Linked DNA regions of Mus musculus: region 2 is linked to region 1. Evidence: chromatin contacts called from public Hi-C data. All regions are on one chromosome and are shown on one strand. The core of a region is the stretch at or near the end of the contact, and the rest is flanking DNA. Distances in the headings are between cores, read along the strand shown. Region 1 has its middle 97 kb from the start of Otol1. Region 2 has its middle 68 kb from the start of Gm6634.

Region 1 (3,112 bases), core at 318-2,817:
AAATACACAAGAGGCTCAGAAAAAATAATGTTATTTGAAAAGTTGATGCATTTTTTTAATCTTTTTAAACAATAAACTGATGTAGAAAAGACAAAGAAACCTTTAGAAGGGACAAGTGATTTTCACATACCTGGAAAACTCTTCTGAAAAAAGTTATTTTAAAAAATAATGAAGTTTAAATTTACCTTAAGTGCTGTTGCAACATGAAAACAATCTGAAAAATTGATGTCTAAATTTGGCTAAGTCCAATTTGGTTATCTTAGGCCCTTCATCTCTCACCGTAGGAAGCAGAAAATGAAATCATGCATGCTAAATCAATCTCCCTAATTGCCTTGGTCACCACTGCCTGCCATTTGGACAGGAGTCTTGCTAAATAGCATCCAAAAGCCAAATAAGATATGACATTGAGCATAATCCAGCTTTGTGACTTCACCCAGGTCAGTGTGACTTGAAGGACAAGAGTTTATTTGGTCAACTCTGAAGGTGCAGAAAGTGCCAGAGAATATGGAAATGTTCGCAGACTTCACAAATGTCAAAGTCAGAGGTGATGCTGGAAACCCTTAGTTCATAACTTTCTTCCCAAGACGAGAAAATTCCAGCTTGAGCGCCTAAGTGATGCGCCTGAACCTAAAGATTTCACACGTGGACTGCAATTCTGGTCATCCTCAGAATGAATGAATGTATATAAATATAATATACATATATATGATAGGTAGGTAGACTGGTAGACACAGATGATGGATGGATGGACAGATGGACAGATGGATGAATGGATGCATGATTGGTTGGATCACTAGTATATGTAAATATCTATACACAATATGTTATAATAACATCTGTGCCTATCTCCCCATTTTCTGTCACTCCCCCCCGACACACACACACACACACACACACAGAATGCCCATTATTTGAAATTCTTTGGCCATGTAATTTAAATACATGGTTGTGATGCACATCAGTAAAATTTGATTCAACTAAATCATACAAGGATGAAATTACCCCCATATTTTGAGTTCACTTTGTGAACTTCCCTGTGCCCTGCTTTCTGTCTCCATCTAGGCTTTAATCATGGGTGCATCTCTTTGTGGAGTTCTGCTGGAAAAGGATTGTGGGAAGTTTCTTGCCAAGCCTCCGCAGGCCACGTACAGAGCAACACTGCCATCTGCTGTTAAGTAGTTTCAAAACAACCGAGGAAACCGCCAAATACTGCGGGGGTGCCTTTGTTCTTCAAATCGGAAGACAAACTGCAATTAATTAGCACTTATTAAAATTCATTTTAGCCCGTTCATTAACTTTTAAGGGAATTACAAGGTACAAGGCGTTATTGAATGTCTATATGAGGTGTCCTCTCCTGGAGAAAGAACAGCGTTATTACCAAAAAAGATTCTAGGTCTGGGCTCCCCGAGCTAAGTTAGTGGGTTGTTTATACACAACTCTGGATGTACCCTTTAGGTACTAGAAACCGTACGCTCAAACCTTGCCTGTAACCTGGATGTACTGATAGTCTGCAAAGTGTGTGGCCTCGGCCTCTCCCAAAAATGACATTCTGACCAAGCCTCGTGACTTCAGGAATCTGAGATGGTGTTTAGCAATAAACGTCTTCTCGGAGGACAGCCCTTGAGCATTGGTGAGCTACATCCCCGCAGGATTTCACCTTCCGCACTTAGAAATACATGTGGAAACTTCCTCGAGGGTTTCATCTGCATGATGCCTCAAGATATTTTTAAAGCACAACTGCAGTCGGGCTTTCCCCCTACCTACCTACATACATACATAAGGAATTCTATTTTTGTGCATCCACAGAGAGAATTTTATTTCCCCTTCTACCGGGAAGTAAGATATTCAAAGATCTGGACATAAAAGAGTAAGCCGTTAGAGGTGGACAGTTAAGAAATAGGAAAAGTGGGTTTCCGTCGCTTTCGATTTTTGAGTTTGAATTTTGCAGTTTCAGAAGTTATACAACAGCGCCACCTAGGGCCCTTTGTGGACTAGCAGGTTGGCTTTTACCAATGTTTGCCCCTTAGATGAGCCAGTTTTTCTCATACAGAGAAGCAGCATGGTACAATATGTGATTTTACTTTAGCGTTCTCTGGTTTGGTTCATTTTTTTTTAAGATGCAAGAGTTTAACAACAGTATGTTGGCATTTTTCTTTATATAGAGAAACTAGGAAAGGAAAAAGATAACAAAGGAGCCAAGGGGACTAAAACAGGAAATGGGGGAGGGAAAGCCAGCCAGAACAGAGCCGAAAGACGAAGTGTCAAATATCACCATGATACATGCTTTGCATTATGAAGTTGTCACAATGAAGCTTGTTTTTTACAATTACAGCATGCTAATAAAAAATGTGTCTTAGCATTGTGCCAGAGTAACAATGACCACCACAATACTCTTTTAGTGGCCGAAAGCTGCTAACTCGCTTTCTGAATGGCTTGGAAAAATTGCTGTGTGTCCGGGGATGAGTCCAAATCGCCTCCCTGAGCCTGGTGTGAAATGAGTGGATTGATCCATGACGCTTTACCATCCAATAAAATTTAGTAACAAGTTCCTCTATTTCTATTTCAACCTAGAGAATTAAAATGAGGCAAAATTTTAAAACCTCGCGTCCTTTCGAATTCTCTACAATGGCTACCAAACTGGAGTGAAGCAGAAGTTAGAAGCAGAGGTTTCCTCGCACAGCACTGACAGAGACAATACTTACACTTCCTACCAAAGTGAATCTACATGGTCAGAGCAAAATCATCTAAGGACAGATGTAGTCAGGGTGGACCAAGGAAACAGTAGAGGAGAAAGGGGAGTTAGGGAGAGAAAATGAAGATGAGTTCCAATTATAGACTTCCTCCTCCTCCTCCTCCTCCTCCTCCTCCTCCTCCTCCTGCTCCTCCTGCTCCTGCATGGCTACGAGCTCATGAGACACTTGTGTTTTAATTCCAGTCTTCAAAGCAACTCATCTGCAAAATGAGGAGTCAAGCGGCTGCATCCATAGTTGGTACCGCAAACAAGGGAGGACCTAAAGTGCAGCATAAATTTCCAGGAGTGACAGCTCAGGGAAGAATCTGCTGCAGACAAGTCTGTGTGGGCTGTGGAGCACAGCCCACACAGCAGGCTGCC
Region 2 (3,112 bases), core at 245-2,744, 630 kb before region 1:
GAATACTCATGTATTCTTTATACAAATCTACGTGACCTCTTATGACTCTGTGCATTAATAGTATTGATTAGGTTTGGTTTTATTTTGTTCCCTCTTTTAGCCTGAATGTGACTGTTCTAAACCAAATTCAAAGAACTTGAGACTAAGGAAAATCTACATAGTTCATTCTCAGATTCCTAGGAGAGGTTTGAATTTATCTTACTAATACCAGGTATTGCTCCTGCTATGAGGAGCAGACAGATCACATCATTAGCTGTCTACTCAATATCATCACTCGAGTGGAATTTAAAGGTAGATATGGTACAAAATTTGGATGATTCATTTTCCTACATGAAAGGGAGTGAGGCATGCCATAGTGATACATACATGTAATTTTACCACCTGGCAAACTGAAGTAGAAGAATCACAGGTTTTGTGCCAACATGGCAACACAGCAAGACCCTGTCTAAAAGGAGAGAAAAATTTCTCAAGCCTGTAAAGTCTCAAATGGTATTCAATTCATATAGCTCAATAAAAGCAATTTTTCAGTCCACTTATCTTTTTCATGGACACTTTCAAGATATTTGGTTCCAAATAGTTCATCATTCCAAAGCATTCAATTAATATCTAGGTTTTGTCCTGGGTCTCCAGAATAGCAGTATTAAGGACAATAAAATATATAATGTCTTTGAAATCTTTTTTCTTCTTTATTTTTTAATCCTACTATGCTATTTTAACAGTTTGTCAATCAATCAGTGTAGTACAAGATATGTAAAGAAACAAATACCTTAGTGTGTATGTACAGTAGTGATAACACCTTAGGGAAAGTGGAAAGAAAATATCTTAATGTTTCAGTAAGATATTAGATATATTTTACTTTGAAATGCATAAAGTTTGAAAAATTAAAGAGAATACCATTTGGAAACCACCCTGAAACTACAATGTATCCTGATGGTCATTATAAAGTCATATTGCTTCCCTTTGAAGGAAGGTTAGTAATGGATTTTATATAAATATCCATAAGGTTAATTTCAGCTTTAAATATTAATCTATTCATTTACACCAAAGCAAAATAGAAATTTTATGTGCATTATATAAGCCCTTCCCAAAGAAACAGCATTTTCAAAATTTGTTTTACTTATATGACAAAGATTTGGCAGGAATGGAACTTAATAAAATCACTTTGTTGCATTTTAATCCTAGAAATTCTGGCCTGTTCAGAGAATTAAAGTTTTTCTAAAGAAATGAAGCTGCCCTGTAAGTCAAAAAAATTAGCTTTCTCCAGTGTTTATAAGCTAAAAACCCCAAGGAACAGTTCAGTCTATGAAAGACAGCAGGTCAGAGAAAAAAAAAAAAAACCAAAAACAAAACAGGACAGTCTACACATAATCACTGACTAAGTTGTTTTGATCCAAACCTTTATTTTTGGAAAACAACCTCCTACACAAGATGCGTAAAATAACAACCACCAGTGAGGAAACAAAAAAGCTGTTAACATCAGCCTAGAAAAGACACAGAGTGAAGGAACAGCTGAAGAGAATTTGCCACGAAGCAAAGCAAACAACTATAGAGCAATGGTCTTCTCATGACTGAAGAGACCTTACAGACCACAAACCTAGTAGAGGATTCATTTCTGTATGTGAGCTTTGATTCACAGGAGCAACATTGTCTAGGGACCTTTGAAGACAGCATTTTTAGAGATGGAATCAACAGAGGCATTTTGGATGGACTTCTAAACTAGCAATAAAAATAAGCATGTAAAACAAGTTACCACAACAAGAATAGTGCTCTAATGATCCTCTCTGTAAGTATAGAGCAAAACAAACAAAAATCTTAAATCTTAAAGATTATTATAAATGATATGGCCACCTAAAATATGTGTGGAACTAAGTTTTTCATAATTTTTAAATGCGTTATTGCATCTTGTATCTTGGGGATCCATCCAATAATCAGCCTCCAAATGCTGACACCATTGCACACACTATCAAGATTTTGCTGAAAGGACCCAGATATAGCTGTCTCTTGAGAGGCTATGCCAGGGCCTAGCAAACACAGAAGTGGAAGCTCACAGTCAGCTATTGGATGGATCACAGGGCCCCCAACAGAGGAGCTAGAGAAAGTACCCAAGGTGCTAAAGGGGTCTGCAACCCTATAGGTGGAACAACAATATGAACTAACCAGTACCCCCTGGAGCTTGTGTCTCTAGCTGCATATGTATCAGACGATGACCTAGTCGGCCATCAGTGGAAGGAGAGGCCCATTGGTCTTGCAAACTTTACATGCCTCAGTACAGGGGAACGCCAGGGCAAAGAAGTGGGAGTGGGGGGTTGAGGGGAGTGGGAGGGCAGGTTTGGAGGATTTTTGGAGTAGCATTGGAAATGTAAATGAAGAAAATACCTAATCAAAAATAATAAAAAAATAATAATGAAACAAAGCAAGCATAAAACTAAAAAAAAATAAATAAAATAAATGTGTTATTGTGTTCCAAATGAACATAAGACACAGTGGACACAGCTAGGAACTACAGACAAAATCACTGCCCTCTGATATATTAGGCACTCGAAGGGTACTAAACTAGGAAACATTAATCCTTATGTTAACTCAACTGTAAAGCCCATCTTGGAGGAACATAAGATACCCTCACAGTAATATTGGCCCCGCAAGTTAGAAGGACTGTTTTGGGGTCATCAATTATCATTAAAAAATATCTGATGGTGTAAGAAAAATGGGTGGCTGATTATGAGATGGATCCCGGGTGCAGCAGTCTCTAGATGGTCTATCTTTTCATCTCAGCTCCAAACTTTGTCTCTGTAACTCCTTCCATGAGTGGTTTTTTTTCCCCAATTCTAAGAAGGGGCAAAGTGTCCACACTTTGGTCTTCATTCTTCTTGAGTTTCATGTGTTTTGCAAATTTTATCTTGTATCTTGGGTATTCTAAGTTTCTGGGCTAATATCCACTTATCAGTGAGTACATATCATGTGAGTTCTTTTGTGATTGGGTTACCTCACTCAGGATGATGCCCTCCAGGTCCACCCATTTGCCTAGGAATTTCAAAAATTGATTCTTTCTAATAGCTGAGTAGTACTCCATTGTGTAAATGTACCACATTTTCTGTATCCATTCCTCTGTTGA

Evidence for each region. Hi-C and Micro-C count contacts between places; a contact is called where the count stands out from the background.
Region 2: a Hi-C map of uterus shows a contact between it and region 1, with 2.8 times the contacts expected there. The contact joins two enhancer-like sites. A contact is called at or near these places in 2 of 484 Hi-C or Micro-C datasets (liver and uterus) and 2 of 115 datasets of contacts at active chromatin or transcription factors (astrocytes and fibro-adipogenic progenitors).

What each region holds. Positions count from the first base shown.
Region 1 is chr3:70,102,961-70,106,072 of GRCm38.p6, reverse strand. No RefSeq gene overlaps it. Among named protein-coding and RNA genes, the nearest start is that of Otol1, 97 kb to the right of the region's middle. Within about 2 kb of position 1,567, at least 86 of the 459 cell types and tissues checked have an H3K27ac peak or open chromatin away from gene starts, as enhancers often do. A contact at or near this core is called in uterus, where this site is marked.
Region 2 is chr3:70,737,238-70,740,349 of GRCm38.p6, reverse strand. No RefSeq gene overlaps it. Among named protein-coding and RNA genes, the nearest start is that of Gm6634, 68 kb to the left of the region's middle. Within about 2 kb of position 1,494, at least 1 of the 459 cell types and tissues checked has an H3K27ac peak or open chromatin away from gene starts, as enhancers often do. A contact at or near this core is called in uterus, where this site is marked.